Linked DNA regions of Aedes aegypti: region 2 is linked to region 1. The links are chromatin contacts, called in public Hi-C maps. All regions are on one chromosome and are shown on one strand. The core of a region is the stretch at or near the end of the contact, and the rest is flanking DNA. Distances in the headings are between cores, read along the strand shown. Region 1 has its middle 35 kb from the start of LOC5577524. Region 2 holds the start of LOC5577524 (acyl-CoA Delta(11) desaturase).

The links. A called contact is a pair of places that touch in the nucleus more often than the background predicts.
Region 2: a Hi-C map of whole pupa shows a contact between it and region 1, with 4 times the contacts expected there. The contact joins the promoter of LOC5577524 here to the enhancer-like site in region 1. A contact is called at or near these places in 2 of 2 Hi-C or Micro-C datasets (whole body and whole pupa).

Annotation. Positions count from the first base shown.
Region 1 is chr1:189,734,735-189,739,916 of AaegL5.0, forward strand. No RefSeq gene overlaps it. Among protein-coding and RNA genes, the nearest start is that of LOC5577524, 35 kb to the right of the region's middle. Within about 2 kb of position 3,202, at least 3 of the 3 cell types and tissues checked have open chromatin away from gene starts, as enhancers often do.
Region 2 is chr1:189,770,408-189,775,589 of AaegL5.0, forward strand. It overlaps LOC5577524 (acyl-CoA Delta(11) desaturase), which reads left to right and starts at 2,302. Exons shown (of 5, transcript XM_001656495.2): 1 at 2,302-2,563.

The DNA of each region.
Region 1 (5,182 bases), core at 1,952-4,451:
CTCGATGCTGACACGATACAGCATTGTCCGCTTGTTCTTTACATGATGAACACGGTCATAGCCATCACAACCATCCACCTTTATCAGGGCTTTGGACCTGTAGCTCTGGTTCTCAATAGTTTCAAGTTCTTTCGGACATGCTACTATGATGAGCTGTCATGCGCTAGCGATGTTAAAATATAATATTACTTGATAGAAATTCTGTGCATGATTCGTGAATGAATTCAAAAGGAAACTTGTACGAAGGAATTCTTTAAAGAATATGTAGAATTATTCCTCAAAGTGCCATCCTAGACGAATACTTGTAGAAATACCTATAAAGTTTCCCAGTATGTTCTATGCTAGAGTTCCCGGGACAATACACGAAGCAACTGTTTTTTTCTTTTCTTCAAAATTCAAAAAATGAGTTATAAAAGTAGTCTTGAGAGAAATTTTTGGATGAATTGATGCATGAACTTCTGGAAGCGTTCTTAGATCAAGATAATTCACCTTAGGATAGTGTTGACGACCTGATGGAGAAATTTTAGGTACTCCCAAGAACGATTTATAGAATAATTCTTGGAATGATTATTGAAGAAACTCCTTGAAGAATCATAGGAAAAATATCTAGAGAAAAATAAAGCAAAATACTAAGATCCTTAGAAGATTTGTGAAACTTTTCATTTAAATGATTCCTTAACAAATTCTTCGAATTCCTGGATAGATTTATTTTAAATGAATGAATCAGCTGGCATTTTCCTTGGCAGAAACCTTTAGAGGTCCATATCAGATCGCACTTGCAAATTAGTCCACTTGGTAGCTCACATGAATTCTTCCTTCAAAAATCCGCAAAAACTGTCGAAAAGATTAGGCCAAGTATTCCTACTCAGAATCTGAGATGGATTTACTGAGTAATTGACGCACGCTATATCTGAACCAGACGATTATAAAAATCGAATGTACATCGGATTTTTTCTCGCTAGAGATCAGTACCGTTTTGATTCATATTACGGACACTTAAGGCCTCAGTGGAGTGTTACTCATCGAAACGCATATAAAATAAATCAGTTTGTAGGATTCCTCCGCGTCATCGAGCCTTGAAAACCCTTAGCTTTCGAATAGTGGGTGAAGATTTTGATCCCGCAACATGAATAATTTTAAATAAATAAAAATGTGTGGACTTCCCATGATTCTTATTTCGGACGCTTCATTACTTTTGCCTTGATTTCCGGACACTTTGATTCCAATTCCGGACAGCTCATGAAAATCATAAATAGAGAAGTCAAATGATCGATTGAAATCGACAAACCACTAAACATACGTCTAAGGCAGTTGGGCATTGTAAATTTTCATGGATATTTATGAAAAATGCTTATTAAAACAAGCTTCGAAAATGCAAACTTTTGAACGGCAAAAGTTGAAACATTTCGTGTGAAATGTTCCCCATACAAAGGAGAGTGTCCGGAATTAAAAGCTGTCCGTAATATGAATCAAAACGGTATTTGATCTATATTTTCATAATCGGAAGGTTTTAAAATATTCTATTGGTGAAATTTTTCCCATACATTTTGTATGGGCTGAAATGCGTCGAAAAAGTGATTTTCATGGGATTTAGTATGAAAATGGCTGAAAAGTGGAAAAAATCAAAAATTTCACCAATGGAATATTTTAAAACTTTCCGACCATTAAAATACAACACAAATACCTACTATACTCTAGTGAGAAAAAATCCGATGTACATTCGATTTTTATAATCGTCTGCTTCGGACATAGCGTGTGACGGTTTATATTCTTTGACTCATTTTTCATTATGGTCAAACAACTTACAGCAAATGAGTAATAACATGAAATATTTCTGAGTACATCTCAGACATTATATAGAAATCTGTTTGGGTGTATGTATGATTTTGAAAAAGTTTTATGATAGAATGAACATTGGATACATATGAGTCTCCAATATTGCATGCAACATACATGCTTTGTATCAGCCGACACAAGCACATTGAACGCTTTTCTTATAAGATAAACCCAAATGAAAGCTTTTTATCAGTCGACAAACGCGAGCTTTTGCTTAAGTCCGAAAAAGAATAAAGGGGTGGCACAAAAATTATGTCACGGTAAATTGCAATTGCAAATTGCACTCCCCTCCATCGCGATTTTCTGTGGCATATTACGCTTGGCCTGACCACCTCTTTGGAACGTAACATAATTTGTGCATGATCCCTATGGGAGTTGTAAATATATAAAGCAAAAAATAAGAAATTTTTATTGTTTCACTGAGGTTTTGAACTACTGAATGCAACCTCCTATTACAGCTGCTAACGAGAATTCTGAGTCTGCCGGAAATATACTTATACTAGGCAATACAAACAATCTTAAGTAAGAACATCGCCTCAGCAGAACAAAGTACAAACTCTCAAACTTGGATCGTCACGCAGTTGCTACAATTGCACTGATGCAATAGCTCTCAAGCATCAACGCAATAATGAAATCGAATCCAAAAAAGCCACGCGACACGTTAGTGCACTGTGATTCACACATGACGTCTGGATGCAATCACTTCTCTTCTCAAAACACAACGATGGAATGTTCCCTGAACTAATCTATCTATTATGGTGACGTCATTTAATCACAATAATAGTGGAAAATTATCATTGATTAATACAACTGATGATGGTGACCCGGTCACAGCCGTATTGGTAGTAGCGGTCAGCTACACGAACCAGAATCTACAGTGATAGTAATAGAAGAAAGTCCATCAATCACTTCCTGAACCGTGATGAAGTCTGAGCCTTCTCCGCAATGCCAAGGTCAGAAACAACGACTGATATTGTGGCTTTCACGTGAAATTAATCGTTTCATCAGCTGCTACAACTTCCTTAGCACTAATCGAAGAGAGCCACAGAGAAAGAGCGAACTTGTGTGAGCAAAGCTTTTCGGCATTCGAAATTTTACAGAACATTTACAAATATGGAGAATAAGCAACGCAAAAAAAGGAAAAGCGGAGAAATTACAGTTACATTTCAAGGTGGCGTGATGTTTTGGAAATTTGAGCGAATATTCGCACACACTCGAGCACGTGCGTTATTTTCGCACGACGCTCTCCGACTTCGAACTGAGAGAAAGAAATATAACGTGGAAGAGAAATCGCATTAGTGCAGTCCCAGCAGGATGGTGATCGTAATAAAATCAAACAACAGCCGATCAGAAAGCGACCAATAGTCATCTCTTTCGCTCGAATGTAGGCTTGTGTAATGTTTAATCTCGCTTGCTCTCCTGCACTAACCAACCATGCACAAGCGCGTTGATGTGGCGCGTTGTTTTCAACCTAGCGGCAAAGCATGTTATGCTCGGATGTTTGCCGGTATGATGAAGATTGTGCGTAACTTGTTCGCAATGTACACGTTGCTCTCTGTTGGGAATAATGATGAAATTCCAAGGATTTTTTAAAATCATTTTTTCAAGAACTCTCACTCAGGCAATTCCTACTAGTCCTGGTATTGATCCTGGATTTTTCCAATAATTCCTCCCAGGATTTTATAAAGAATTATGACAGAAAATCACATAGTATGTTGTTCGATAAAACCCCGACTCTGTATAGCTGGTAACGACGTGTCAGAGTCTATCTATTAGTAAAATTTACATTTGAAAACATAATACACTACCCACCATAAGTATGGAATCGTTGCAATACTGAGTATTGCAGCACTTTTACGTTTAGCATAACTTAAAATCCAGTGATAAAAGTTTTTTCAACAGAAATAAAAAAAAAATCGCAGGGGCTCGAAGACGTATTTTTTAAGATGGCCTCAAAAATACATTGATCTAGCACTTCAGTATCACGTGATAATATTTATTCTAAGTGATGCTAAACTTTTCAAGGTGCTGCAATATTCAGTGTTGCAATACGCGATTGCATACTTATGGTGGGTAGTGTATATAAATTGTATATATGTTAAATAACGTTATGCTTTCACACGGAGAAGTTCTTTGAAATCTTAACAAAATCGCTAAATTCAAATAAAGAAGAAAAAGGCCACAACGAAGTTATAATGGATCATTAAAATAACCAAAACGGCCGCAATGGAAAGCATATATAGCGCCACCGTAGCCTTGTGTGTTTGACAGAACAGCAATGCTGTCACTATGTTAAATCCCGTATACAGTGGCGCCTCTGTTTTGATGCGGTGAGCACTGACAAAAACTACTTTCAATGATCCATTAATAGTAATAAAACACTAACACGACATTTGTGGAACTCTTTCCCACTTTCATCAATTTTCATTACAGTTCTACGGTAATGCTCCTTTTGAAAAATTACGCGAGAATTATGTTAGTTATCCCAACAATTCGCTCTTTTTTATTGGAGCATCGACTTATCCATGGATGGTTCTTTTTGTTGTTTTGTTTATTTTTCTTTTTTTATTGAAATGAATAAATGGTGTCTGTTACGTTTGTCTACATATTTTATTCAATAATAGTTTTTCGATGTGTACAATTCACAATGCGATCAGGCTCCCGGGAGAGCTTAATGATAAATTCTGTACCTAGAAATGAAAATCAGACATTTTTTAAGACCGTACGTAATCGAAGGAAAAATTGAGTTTTTTTGACAAATATTTAAAAAACATATTTAAAACGCAAATGTTGCAAAATGTTAAGCATAATATAAATACAGTTTAAGGCGATTTTTATTTTGTTGATTAGGGGTAGCATTGACCAGCCTTTTAAACTATATTCGATCATATTGAATATACCGTTCCCTATAAAATTCATGGCCCGAATCCGAATACGATGGCTAAACTCTTACAAGTAATTTACTTTTAAGGATATTTTAAAATCAAAAACATTTTTAAACGCGAAAGTCGCCTAAAGGTAGGCAATTTCCTGAATAATATATGCCTTCTTCATAATATTTCGTTGATTTTGCTGAATTGAACGAACTTTTGGAAATTTTGACCGCGGAATCGTTTTTAACCATGTCAAAATGCTGGGAATGGAATTTTCACTGCTTAGGGGAATTAGGGGCATAATGGACACGTTAAGCAAATGTTCGTTTTAAGACCCTTAAATGGCAATGTTATTAATTTACCCCCGGCTAGTTTTCAAGTTTGATGTTAGTACGACGTGCCACATTCATTCATAGTGATAAAAATCATATCATATGTCAGAAAAGCGAGATAGAAAATTGGGTCAAAAACAA
Region 2 (5,182 bases), core at 1,052-3,551, 35 kb after region 1:
AACATTAGAGTCCAATTTGGGCATTGAAAGAGGAAACAAATTATTACTAACTAATTGCGAAAAACCTCAAAAACTTGCTATGCAGTTTGAAAGCACGCATAATTTCAGTTTAGGACTCACTAGTCCACTTGAAAATCAAGTTACTCAAGACTTTGAAGGCATTCTCAATCAAGAGAACGTTTTTGAAAAATCCTGGGAGACTGATTTGGAAGCAGTGAGAACTATTATTCAAAAATTCAAAAATATGAAAGCCCCTGGAGATGATCAAATTTTCTACATCCTCATCAAGAAGCTTCCAGAAAGTAGCTTATCGTTCTTGGTTGATATATTTAACAAATGTTTTCAGTTGACATAATTGAACAGAATGATGGTCCAAATCAACGTAAATTCATTTTTTTTTCCAATGAACAGTTCGGATTCCGACATGGACATACGACCACTCACCAACTTTTACGTGTAACAAAATTGATTTGCTCCAACAAATCTGAAAGCTATTCTACTGGTCTGGCTCTTCTAGACATAGAAAAAGCATTCGACAGTGTTTGACATGAAGGCTTGATTGTAAAATTTAAAAAAAAAAACTCAATTTTCCAACATACATTGTTAGAATGATTCAAAGTCATCTATCAAATTATACATTTCAAGTTAATTATCAGAACTCCAAGTCTGAAAGATTTCCTGTAAGAGCTGGTGTTCCTCAAGGCAGCATTCTAGGGCCAATATTATACAATATTTTCACATCTAACTTACCTGTCATACCTCAGGGATGTAAAAATCTTTGTTTACGGATGACATAGGGCTCTTTGCCAAAGGACGAAGCCTGTGTGTCACCTGTGTAGATTGCAAAAAAGTTTGGATATTTTTATTTTCATACTTGCAAAAAAAAAATTCTAATGCGAGCAAAACTCAACTAATAATATTCTTACATTTAACAAAAGCTTTTTTTTAAAACCTTCAAGTAGACATGTTGTCACGATGAGGAGCTCCAATAAATTGGTCAGATGAAGTTAAATTGTTGTTGTTGTTTGAGACGGAATTTAATGAAGTTAAGTATATAGAACTCATGCTAGATAAAAATTTAACTTTCATAAATCAAATTGAGGGCAGGCATTCAAGCCAAATGTTTCAATTATATAAAATGTCTGTATCCACTAGGGTGATCCAAATTTTAAAAATGTTTTAAAATCCAATCTCCCATATGCTCCTTACCATAAAAATGGTGTTCTGTAAAATTTTCAGATTTTTAGGAGGCGATTTAAAGGTGGCTGAAAGACAATGTAGGTTTATATGGAAATTACTATGGAGAAATTTAGAGCAATATTCCACACACGCTAGTACTGTAATGTAAGTAGAAACTTATCATCCCATATTGAAAACTCATTCTTCAAACCTTTATGAAGGATGTTGCTGCAGAAACAAATACCCTCTGAGCTAATTTTGCTTGGGATTTGTGTGCATGTTTACAGGGCTATAACCAATAAACTAACAAACAAATAACAAACTCATGAATATCTTTTCTGCTATCCGTCGGATTGAATTTCCCTCTTCAGCAAATTTCTTTATTATGTTTTAAAGAATGAGTTTTTACTATGGGATCACATGTTAGTACTTACATTACAGTACTAGCGTGTTTGGAACATATCTCAAAATTTCTCCATAGTAATTTCCATGTAAACCTACAATGTCTTTGGGCCACCTTTAAATCACCACCTAAAAAGTTGAAAATTTCACAGAATACTATTTTTATTTTATTTATACTAAATATGGACAAATAATCCTCTTACCGCACTGGAACACCTCACCCACTGTACCTTATTATTTTTATGAAATGTTGCTATACAAACTGTGGGTAGATTTTGTATGAGTATGCTGCATTACTTTTGTATGTATGGTGTATTGGTAACGCATTTTGCATTAATATTCTACGAATTATGTATGAGCTGAAATATTTCACAGACACCCACCCACCCCCTTAAGCGTTATGAAATATGTGAATGAACCCTATATAGGCTGTTCCAACGATCTAAAAGCGTTTTCAACGATTTCCAAGATTGTCGGCGCAAGAATTTATCACACAAATGCACAATACTTTGACTCATACAGAAGCAAATTGATAGAAATAACGATACTTCCCAACGATATCCAATACAAACACAAAAACTACTCAAACAACCCGTTCGCCGTATTCGCGAATTCGGAGAAAGGAACACATATCGTACGAGCGAGTTAGCTTCTCCTGAGGCAATGAAGCATCTCCGACCGAGTAGCACCAGTGCATAGAGGGAAAAGTTGCAAATTTCCAACTGCCGCCGATCAGTCACTAGTAGGCAGCCGGCAGCTTAGCAGCATTACCATCGTCACGGGACGCGCCCTCTAACTAGGACGGACGGGCATTATCTTCCCTTTGAAACGGCCTCAGTAGCCGTCGAGTGTTCTCCATCGACGTCCTCCGACCTTTCAGCAGTGCAGCATCGTGTCCGCTGTTCGAGTACGTGACGAGCGAGGATAGGAAACACGTTGCCATCACCATCCGTTCAGGCTGCTGGAACGTCTGGAAAAGAAGGTGAGTGCTGTTTAGGGTCACGGGTCATTAAGATTCGCGCAGCACCGGAGAAGCCCTCCTCTTCTTCGGGTTGACTCCTTATCACGTTGTTCGATCCGCTCGCATGAAAAGTGAGAGACAACGTCATCCTTAGTGTTATCAGTGCGGGGTGGCGGCGAAGAAGTGCATTATCAGTAGTGCTGGGTGAAATCGGGATGGGTTTCTCGCGCTTCAGAATCGGCCGGTGTGCGGAGGGTTCTACTAATCTCTCGCAAATCTAGTACGGCTACCGAACGGATGGTCAAATCGTACGAGCGTGAGTAAGAGAGCAACTCTTGTTTTTTTCTCGCGCATACAGCGAGTTGTTATAAAGCACAATAGCGCCCCATTCTAACGGATCAGTACGAATCGAGAGCTTGTCCCGGAATGGTTTGTAACCTATTCCTGTCGGATTGTCGCTAAACATACCCCATACACCGGGAGTAACTTCCCCGCACCATTCAGTGAGTCTCGGAAGGCGGAGAAGTGCAATCGTGTCGAAGAAGTGATTACTAAGAAGAACAAGAAGAATAGTTTGCAGATTTCGAATCTTGTTGCCGAGGTGAGAATTCGGTGAAGAGTTGGCACAAGTGTGAATTACCTGCACTCAGATTTGGCGAAAGAAGAAGTTTCGGAGCAGACAGATCGATCGAGCAGTTTGTTCCAGTTGAACCCATATTTTTGAAGAAAGGTGAGTGCTTCAATGTCACGAGAGAACCAGCGGTGTACGTGACTGCCTATGCGGCAAGTACCTACCAATTAGCCAGGTGCTTATAAAAAATGGGACCATGAATGGGTGGTTTCTAATTCTCCTCCATCCCTTATCTATGGAGTCTCGACGGTTTTCGACTGTTGCGTGCGTGCTTTAGGCAAAAATAATTCGGCTAGCAATTGTACTAAGTTACGTAAAACATACCCAGATTGCCATTACCGAACAACTTCAGTCTGAAGATGTCGTGTTTCAGTGGTATTAGGGCTGTCAGTGATGAATGAAACCGAAAAAAAATCGTTCTGAAACGAAAAATTTGCAAAACGGTTATACGCTAAATACATATAAATAAAGTGGGATCGAACACGGCTGAATGGCCGTTTCTCACCACTACCAGCGAACATTGCGGGAGAACTTACGGTTGGATGGCTAGCTGGCTGGCTGGCTGACTGTCTGACTGACTGGATGGCCATTTTTCGGCGACGGCGAACCAGGGTTATTAAAATTTTGCACTCGCTGCACACCAAAATGGCAGGACGGATACCTGCAGAAGATGCCATTTAGGGGGAACTGGGAGCGACGGCAGGGGAACTCCGGTTTGCACACAACGTCAAGCTAAAGGGGAATTCAAGTTTTTAGATTTGAGTGGTTTATAATGAGCAGGACACGTGTTTCATAGTTATGAGATGAAACATTTAATATACTTAGTTCGGATAACGTATTAGATGCAAAATTTGACGAAACTAGATACAAATTTTGATAATATTATACGGAAATTTGACAGTGGTTAAATTACAACATTTTTTAAGATTAAAAAACTAGCTTTTTATCTCAAAATAAAAACCAAAACAAAGAAAAATATATTGACATATGAAAAATATATATTTTTTCAAAACTTTAAGCAAGCATTTGTCAAAAACAGATATTCTAAAATAATGATTAAAAGTGTTTTTAATGCTCAAACATCCACTGAATTATCTTCGAAGTTTCACATACTCGTAGAAATCAGGAAATCAGGAATGGAATCGTTTCCACACAAAACATAACATAAAATGTTTTATTTTACGTTACCTGCCACAATATGGAATAGTTATTCTAAAACTGATGGACTATCTCCTTTAGACAGTTTTTCTGCGCATATTACCTGAAAAGTATCTTCTTATAAAAGTATCTTTTTGAACCGACAAATAATTCGATTAACAAAATATTATTTATTTCTGTGTTACACGCTTAAAAATCTGATGTACATGATCTATGACTGTCGTACGGCTACTTTTCATTGTGAAACAAAGAAACTTGTTGTTATTTTTTCCCCATTTCACAGAAAAAAGTGTATAAGATGAGGAAAAAACTAAAACCAATGCATGAATTTAACTCAACATCATTAATCCATTAACAACATAAACCATTTCAATTATAAATTCTTAACAAAACGTTGTGAAACATCTCGTTATGAACAAGTATTAAATAATAGCAAATCAAAACCTGTAAATGATAAAATCTCAAATATGAGTAGCTTCAGCAAACTTTGAAAATGCTAATTTTGAGTGGTTCATCAATAACTACCCAAGCATTATATAGCAAGATTTATCAATAACTACCCAAGCAAGCATTATATAACTGCTCATTGGACCTGTTCATATTCGAAAAAATGTCTGGAAATGCTCAGGTCAACCAATATCACAAATTGTCATGCTGACCAGAACTTCTAACCAAATTCTCGACTTAATTGATTAATATTCAAATCTTTTATAATCTATGTGACAAAATTCTCCGCTCAATTATTGGTTGGAGACTTCAAGCGACTGAATACACCCGCAATCAAATATATCTTGTAGCATAATCGCATAGTTAATTCTCATGATGTTTTGGTATGGCTTGTTTCCTCAGTG